Linked DNA regions of Drosophila melanogaster: region 2 is linked to region 1. Evidence: chromatin contacts called from public Hi-C data. All regions are on one chromosome and are shown on one strand. The core of a region is the stretch at or near the end of the contact, and the rest is flanking DNA. Distances in the headings are between cores, read along the strand shown. Region 1 holds the start of Septin4 (Septin 4). Region 2 holds the start of goe (gone early).

Region 1 (4,367 bases), core at 1,494-3,993:
CCGCCGGAGTGGCTCAATTTCACCAGCTCCACTTTGGTGCCAGTTCCAAGAAGCCATCCACTTCGCATTGCCCACTTGCACTGGCCAGTTCGAAATCCACTGGAGACGCGAGAGAAACATTCAAAAGTCGAGACATGTCGTGGCGGCAAACAAATTTCTTCTTATTTTGGGCTTCAATTTTGATTAGCATGGAAAGTCAGTGTAAGTGGCTTTTAATGGTCAGAGCGATGGCAAAGCCGATCGGCGGGTTAATGGTAACGGGTTTGCCCGAATCCGGGCGTGGAGAAACACTCATGACTCTTTGCAGTCCGAAGACAGAAAACTAAAGACAGCAGACAGAAGAAGACAGCAGGCAGAAGAAGGCAGCAGACAGAAGACGGGGGATTCAAGAGTTGCGAGTGGAGAGCAGGTTGGAGGGGGGAAAGGAGCGGGAGCGGTCTTAGCAGTGGAGCAGGCCAGTTAACCCACTAACCTTGTTAGCTTAAAAGTGGGCAGCCACTGGTTAAAGGCGCTCACCACCACTGTCAAGTTCAATGCTAAAAGCCTGCCGAAAAGGGGCAGCACACACCTACGGCCAAGCAAATAGTGACAGTCCAATTTAAATTGCAGATATAAAGAAGAACAATTTAAATGTTATGAAATATATACATTTGTTACATTATTATACTATTCAATGAATTCTAATACTGTTGAGCTAAGTATTACAGTTTGAAATTATTATTTCAAAAAAATCTTGCTTCGAGGACTAACCGCTTTGCTAAATTTAGAATATAAATGTAAAATCCTTATCACTTTGCGTGCATATAGAATTTCAGCGATTATCAGTGATGCATTTTAATGACTAGTGTATGATGAATTGAGAACATTGTGAGAGTATGCCTGGATATGTACATACATATGTATGTTGTACCACATGCCCCATCATCATGCCCCCTGCTGTGCGGAAAAAGTAGGCGGGGAGGCCAGTGGGCGTGGCGGGGCCTGAGGTCATGCGATGGCCTTCGAAGGAGGCGACATGCGCAGTGGGTTAGTGAGCCATTTGGCTGCTGGATTGCGGGGCTGTGGAGTGGGAGGTGTTTATATAACAACAATGCTAGTGCAGGCCCGCCGACATTCGCCTGCAATGTGACCTTCACCTTGGCAGTGGCCGCAAGGCCGCGCCTGCACCACCCACCCAATTTCCACACCACCAGACCAGCCCATGTCCGCCCAATCCAGCCCATTCTGGTAAGGCCCCCTGGCCTTGATCTTAAACTTTCCCACGAGAAACAGACAGGTATTCGGTATTCACCTGATTTCTTGCTGCTGCCTTTGGATTTCCAGTTTTCTGCTCGACAGCAATTTCTATTATTATTCTTGCAGCTGCCGTTGATGTTGTTGTTGTTGTTGTTGTTCTCGTTGTTCTTCGCACCTTTTTTTCTGCAATGGGAAATTTGCATAAAATATTCAATCAACTTTCATTGTTCCAGGCGGCTGCCATTGCCGGGCTTCAATTTCGAGCACATAAAAAAAATGCAAACAAACAGAAAGCAAAACAAAGTTCTCCCTCTTTTTTTGGGTAGTTTCTCTTTGAGCCTACGCGATTAAACAAATTAGCACTGAAAACTTGTTGAAACAAATATGCCGCGAGCTTGACAAATTGACAAAGGAAGATTTACGCGTTTCAATGGATTCTTCTTTTCATCTCATCGAGCTTACACTTTCCCAAAAAACCAGAATGAAATCGCAGAGAGAGCGAGTTTTCGAAAACGCGTCCGATTGCCAGCGCCGTTTAAGTTCGACTGAGTTTGTGGCGCGTTGTTCGTGTGCTACGGAGGCCAGAAATCAGAAATCCAGCCGCCAATGCTGCGACCTCCAATCGGGCTGAAAAAGGGTTTTAGTCACGAAAGTTTTTCTTGAAACAATTAATCATTTATATCACTGATTAAAATTATTTTTTTTGTAATTTTTTCCTTAGTTTTTGAATTTTTAAAAGCAATTTTCTTGAAAAGCCTTTTAACCTTTTGGTTTTCAAGACATTCTGCTTTTGCCAGCCTGCACATTTTGAGCACCCGCTGCAATTTTACAGCTGCCAGCTTGTGTCAGTGTGCACAATTGGAGAGACTAAGTTTGCGTATTCAGTATTTTTTAGGTATATTGTAAACTACTTTTACAATATTGTTTAGAAACAAACTCTCTCATTTTCCTAGTTTCTATTCGGTCTACAATACAATTTCTTTAAAAAACAACATTAATACAATTACGATATCTGACCGGAACGGTGGAATATCGAACATGGGGCAGTTTTTTATTTATATATTCTTTTGTTATTTATAGGTGAATTCTAAACAATATAAATGCAAAAAATGTTAAAAAAAAAAAGATCTAACTATCTATGTTCGACCTAAGTTTAGAGAAAAATCGACTCCCCACTCTTTGGGGTATATCTCCACTCGTAGGACATTTCTTTAAGGACATTTCAGGAAAAATGTAGTTGCCATAAAAAATGTTTACCTAGTTTTTGAGATAATGGCACTCATATCATTATTATTATGGACTCATATTAAATACCATTCTTATTTTTAACAAATTTTATTCTTGTTCAAATGTACTTTTAGAGGCTCAAGTTTGAATAAAGTTGTTGAAGTGAAATGGCGCAAAGTAAGACCCTTTCATCCAGCAGTATTATTTGTTCGGTATTTTTGCTGGTATTTTCGGTTCGAATGTTTTTGGAAATGGAAAAGCAGAGCAGAGCTAAATTGCAATCAGATCTCGACGCGACGGCGGTGAAGAAGCATCAGTAAAAGCGCGCGGAAAGTGTATGTTTCAAAACTCCGCTCAGAAAACCATATTTGTTATTGTAAATAATATTCCCTTAGAAGTTTGGAATATTTCCCGCGACAATTTTTTTTTCGGTGAAATTTCATACCGTTTTGCCACAAAAAAAAAAGAGGAAACCAAAACAACGGAAATAGTTAATAACAAAGTGCGTGAGCCTTTTTTTTATTATTATTTTTCGTGTGTGTAAGAGCGGTGATTTGGCGCTGTGTGTGTGTGTGTGAGTGTATTGTGCATCTCACTGTTACTTGTGGTCGTGTAGGTCAAGGTGAAGCAGCTGCACCGTTAGTTTTCCACCCATTGACTATGCAGTTTTCAATCGCAAATGCATTTGATATTATGCATATGTGTGTGCAGAAACCCTAAAAAGTCAATATTGCAGTTAGTAGCTCTCTTTCGCACTGCCCACCCTGCCTGCCTCCCAACCACCCTCCCTCCCGCTCGCACCTCATCGAGTGAGATAAGCACTAGATAAGCATGTGTACGTAAGTTACTGTTAAGCTTAACCCTTAGTGAACAACAAACTTGCACGCAAATGAAATGTGAGGTTTAAAAATATATAGAACACAATTAAACAAAAATATGAAACAGTAATTAAAGTGTGGGAGTTAATCCCCCCAAAAATCGCAACTATAACCGATTAATATGCGCTAATAAAACTAAATATATATATTTTCAGTACTTACCTATGTTATAAATTAGTTGCCCATTTTATATTAACTTTTAGTGTCAATTTAATGTGGCAGCACTAGCAGCTGGCAACGTGCAGCAGTAACAACAAAAACATAAAACAACACCGGATTGTGCAACCTGCAACTTGCAACACAAGCGGCAAAACGGCGTTTCTACCGCAGCGTCGCCTCTTCGGCGGCGGCAATGTGCCCCCCTCGGCGACCATGAAGCATCAGCCGCCGCCCCCGCCACTCCCGCTCAGCCAACCGCCCACGATGGGCGCTACAGCGGCGGGGGGCGTGGCCAGCGTCATAAGCACGATGAACGGCAGCAGCAGCAGTGGCATTGAGGCGGTTAAATGCCGACCACCCATTTACCCCAAACGTAAGTAAAAGCCTCTTTCCATGCTGCACACAAATTTGTAAAAAAAAAAAAAAAAAAAAAAATCAGAAAAGAAGCAGACGAAAACATCAAGGGGTTGATGAAGCAGTTTACAAAGGGGTTCACCGTTGTATTGTATTGTATTGGTATTGGCACTACTTACTTCTAATGCGTAAAACGCATTCCCAGAAAACTCTGGTATTCTCATAATTTGACTGAAAAAAGACAATACTGAACACAGTAAAATTCCTGGAAATATGAACGTAATGAAATGATGTAATGTTTGTGAGATTTTCGAAATCATCAATCAACGAAAGATAAAACAGATCACCACCATTTTCGCTCGGTTAAGCTTTTATTTGGAATTATTAATTAATTTCTTAGTAACTCATATCTATGATGCATAGCTAAACGAAGCCTACATCATAACATGGCTCAAGTTATCATACCAAATTGATAACGAGAACGACCTTTAAAGATAAGCGGTTGATTAGCTA
Region 2 (4,365 bases), core at 1,170-3,669, 57 kb before region 1:
GTTCCAGGCCAATGCCAACCAGGGACATTACCAGGGACAAAATCAGGCCCAGTTCCAGGCACGTAATCCGGGCTTCCAGGGACAGACTTCCTACCAGGGACAGACGCAGTACAGTGGCCAACCAGGTGGCTATCAGACCCACCATGTTACCTACTCCTCTGGCAGCAAGCCCTACTATGGCCGCGAGAATGAGGACTTCTACGACGAGGATAACCTGCAGCAGGCAACGCCTGGACACTGGAGCAGCAGCAGTAGCTCCAGTTCCAGTTCCGGCACACGCCGCCTGCGGAGGTCCAACGATAAGGATGGGGCAACGGAGAAGCCGCTACAGATCGACCTGAACTCACCATGCCAGTCGGCCAGGTGTAAGAGCATCCGCTGCGTGGTCACAAATCTAGGCACCGAGGACGGCGACGCCGCCTTTGTGGCCATCCGTGCACGCATGGTGGCCAAGACGATGGAGAAGCTGGCCTCCAACGTGCCACTCAATGTGTCCACCCTGGCGGTGGCCAATGTCACACTGCTGCCCTTCATTGGAGCGCCGAAGGATGCCATTGTGAAGACGCACGAGATCTTCTACAAGGCGGAACCGGAACCGCTTCAGGTGCCCGATGTGGTGCCTCTGTGGGTCGTCGTACTGGCCGCCTGTGCCGGAGCCCTCATCTTCCTGCTGCTCGTCTGGCTGCTCTACAAGGTGAGTTGTTAACCCTTTCTCTCGGTGATTCCGGTATGGATGTGTTTAATCAAATATATCTCATTCCTTTAACCCTACAGTGCGGCTTCTTTAACCGCAACCGGCCAACGGATCACTCGCAGGAGCGGCAGCCACTGAGGAATGGATACCACGGCGACGAGCACCTGTAGAGTGCCAGGATGTCCTGCAGGTCCTCCAGTTTAGCAAAGGCAGCGATCGTAGCAAGAGAACTAACATAGCCACGAAATATCTCTAACATCGCACTAAAACCAAACCAAAACGTACTAAAAACAACGAAACGGCTCTAAGACGTACTAAAATCGAGCTCTTAGTCGAGTTTTAAACCATGCGATGTCGACACGGGAGGTGCAAGTGCATAATCCCCTCTATATAGATATTAATATTTTGGGGGGATCAGCCTGCTGCTTGGAAAACACGATGGAGAACATTGTTAGAAAACAACACATTTAAACTTGCCTAGTCACGACATGAAGAACTTTCTAATGCGTAAAGGTTTTTTAACTTTAACAGACACACACATTTTTTTTTTTTTATAATTTTTTGACTTTTGTGTTTTTGTTCTTTGCAACAATTTCGAGGAAAGTTACGCAAGTGCTATATTAATCTGTACTAAGGAAGCGAATTGAAGAAGTCGAAAGGAACCTAGGCTAAGTGAGTGAATGAGTCAGTTGAATGACTGAATGAATGAACACTGATTGAATGTGAGTGATAGCCAATATGGAAATATCGATGTTATAAGTTCTGAATCGAGAAAGAGGGGAGAATGTAGAGCCGATAGCTGCCCAATACTGCCACGCCCCCAGCAGCCCAGGCATGGAAAATAATACAGAGAAAATCCACACTTATTAGGTGCTACTGTAATTTTTTTTAAATCGCTTAAAATTATTCGGCGTTTGCCTAGTGCAAGGCCCATTTATGGACAATTGTTTGCCAAACTCAAAGTTTGCCGGTCGGAGGAAAAGTTACAACGCCAAAATGTGTTGAAAAATGCAAAAGAAATTATTAAAAACATTAAAAAAATTATTAAATAATCTATGTAATTCTTGAATGTAAACTCTGTGTAAATACTAAAAATCAAAAACAAAATGCAAAGCGTAGATGGAGAACAGTTGAATCGTTATATATTTAAATTAATATTGCATTTATTTCCAAATTACAGTGGGAGAAGCGCTGACCGACTTCTTGCAGTGTACTCTCGAAATAAAACCCCTGTCTGTACCACGTAAAACCCATACTAAAAATTAGTCTCGCCCGCTGCTCACAGTTAGTTTAGTTCAATTATACGCTACTGTTTAATTTATTAACTGTACTTATTAATGCGTGTCATGAATAATGATTGACTGTCCTTTATTTTTTTTTGCTAATTTCTGTATTAAATTTAATGATTTACCATAAAAATATAAATAAAAATGACGGTCGAGTTGTAAAATTAAAGAAGTGTGTGCCTTTTAATATGATTATTATGATTTATTATTATTTGGGTTCGAGACTCTGAAATGTACGGTATAATTTCATTACACATGCACAATAATCTTGAGCTATTTTAAATTAGAATAACGTTTTTCTGGCAGTTCCTTTTCCGGTTTATGTCTTTGCTATTTCATAGCAATTTTTCCCACCTTACCCAAGTTTTCCACGTTGGCGATATTTCGCGCTGATATATAGAGATGGTTTTTCGATTTCAATTGCGGCTCCGATTGTCCATCACTAGTGACCATCGCCATAAAAATCGTCACAAAACAAAACTACGACCGTTGATTTGGATGTCGTTTGCCGTTTAAAAATTAAAAAAAAAAAAAATCATAAACCGCCGCGAAAATTATAAGAAGTTGGTATTTGAATTCTTGTTAAGGATACAAAATAATTGAACTCGAATTTAAAATACGCACAACCCTGTTTTCATTGAGAAGGCGAACATAGCGGTTTATTCGGTTTCTCGTTGTTGTTGTTGCTGAGCGCGTAAGAATTCAAAGCAAACCTCCAAAAAATTCGCGCGTATGTGTACTGCCTGATTTTTTTTCGAGTGTGTGTTTTTGCAAAAAAATATATTTGTAATTGTGGCGGGATGCAAATATTTCGGAATGCCAATGAGCTATAAACAAAAAGGTAAAAAACTAAGATTTTCCTTCTGCAGAGGAATTTCCAATCGCGTATGTGCCTGTGAAAGAGACAGAGAGAGAGAGAGAGCGTAAATGTAAGCGCACTTCAAGCCACCGTTTTGTTGTTGTTGTTTTTGTACGAAGGTGGAAAAGTGTCGCAGTGTGTGTGTGCTTGAGTGTGTGTGAAATGCCGGCATAACCGGTTTAGCAAGTGGCCAAAGCAAAAACAAAAAGAAAATAAAAATAATAAAAAAAAACCGATCAGATACTTCGTTCACACGTCGATCGGTATTGTGATCAGGACTTCATATCACCCTTTTGCGACTGATGATGTGTAAAGATCGTTGGACTTACGGACATAAATGACTGAATGAAAACCGAATATATTTGTAAACCAAGTTAGATTTATATAAATTTATTTTTTAATTGTGTGTATAGAGGTTATCGACTTTCTTTTTCTAAAATCGGTGTATTCAAAAAACCAATTCGTTTCGTTCGCAATCTTCCCATGAATGAACATCGCGATCTTCTTTCGTGTGAACGACCAACAGACATACCAACAATTCTGTGTCGCTCTCTCTTCTTCGCCATCTCCTCCTCCCCCCTCATTCGCTGCAAATGCGACCGTGTCAATTCTTTTATTTTTTTTCCTTTTCCCGAAATTCCCGTAATTAATGCGTAAGAACGTCGACGTTGGCAGAAGAAGAAGAAGAAGAATCAGAGGATCACTGCATCACGTCCAAAAAAAAAAAAAAAAAAAAACAACAAGAACTCATAATTTTGAGATAATAAGCCGGTGACATTGAAAAACGTCGTAAATAACCTTGATCTTGGGCACAAATCTACAGATCTTAACGCCTGATTGCGTATTTAGCTAGTTTGCAGTTTTTGAAAATATGTTGCTTTCATTACACGCAAACAATTATTTTGGTACACATTGCATAATAAAATCATTCTAGCAGATGGTAATACTTAGTAAGAAAATTCTTGTATCTTTCCCCCGTTATTTTTTGTTTTTGATAATTTTATGACTGTGTGGATAATTATGACATTTAAAGTATGTACTTCCTGTTGTCCTTACCCCAGTACACACATCTGTTTCTCTGCTTCTTCCGTTTTGGCCCACTTATTTTTGGATTACCGTTATGAATTTAGCATTTTGAGCATGTGCAAAAGTGAAGCCTCCATTCTTCATCGCTGTATCCTCCATTGTAATGCTCACGCACAAAATTGGGACTACCAAATCCCCAAAAACTCCCTCCTACGAGTATTTTTTGTACCAAATATACGCCTCCGCCCGCATTCGTCACTTTTCCATTGTCTGCGTCACTCGTTACGCACTTTCTGTCCATCGAAACAAAAAGTTATAAAAAAAAAAACACTTGAAAAGCTAACCTTAACCGCACCTTTTTCCGTTAAACGTTTTACGGTTTCAGCATTCCGCTCGAGTGCTTTTTGCATACGAGGGCTAAGATCACAAAGACTGACTGACTTACAGACTTGGTCGATCGAATATGATAGGTTCAACAGATAATTGGTTTTGAAATCCAT

Evidence for each region. Hi-C and Micro-C count contacts between places; a contact is called where the count stands out from the background.
Region 2: a contact with region 1 is called in a Hi-C map of the Kc167 cell line, with 2.4 times the contacts expected there. The contact joins the promoter of goe here to the promoter of Septin4 in region 1. A contact is called at or near these places in 33 of 107 Hi-C or Micro-C datasets (the D17-c3 cell line, the Kc167 cell line, the ML-DmBG3-c2 cell line and 13 more) and 1 of 6 datasets of contacts at active chromatin or transcription factors (the Kc167 cell line).

Annotation. Positions count from the first base shown.
Region 1 is chrX:16,693,549-16,697,915 of dm6, reverse strand. Septin4 (Septin 4) reads left to right here and starts at 2,743. Exons shown (of 5, transcript NM_167530.2): 1 at 2,743-2,798; 2 at 3,545-3,873. The coding sequence starts at 3,714. It overlaps CG4678, which reads right to left and starts at 1,785. Exons shown (of 8, transcript NM_001298416.1): 1 at 1,699-1,785; 2 at 1,292-1,419.
Region 2 is chrX:16,749,964-16,754,328 of dm6, reverse strand. goe (gone early) reads left to right here and starts at 2,419. Exons shown (of 11, transcript NM_132932.3): 1 at 2,419-2,821. if (inflated) reads left to right here. Exons shown (of 11, transcript NM_167544.2): 10 at 1-694; 11 at 775-2,140. The coding sequence ends at 864.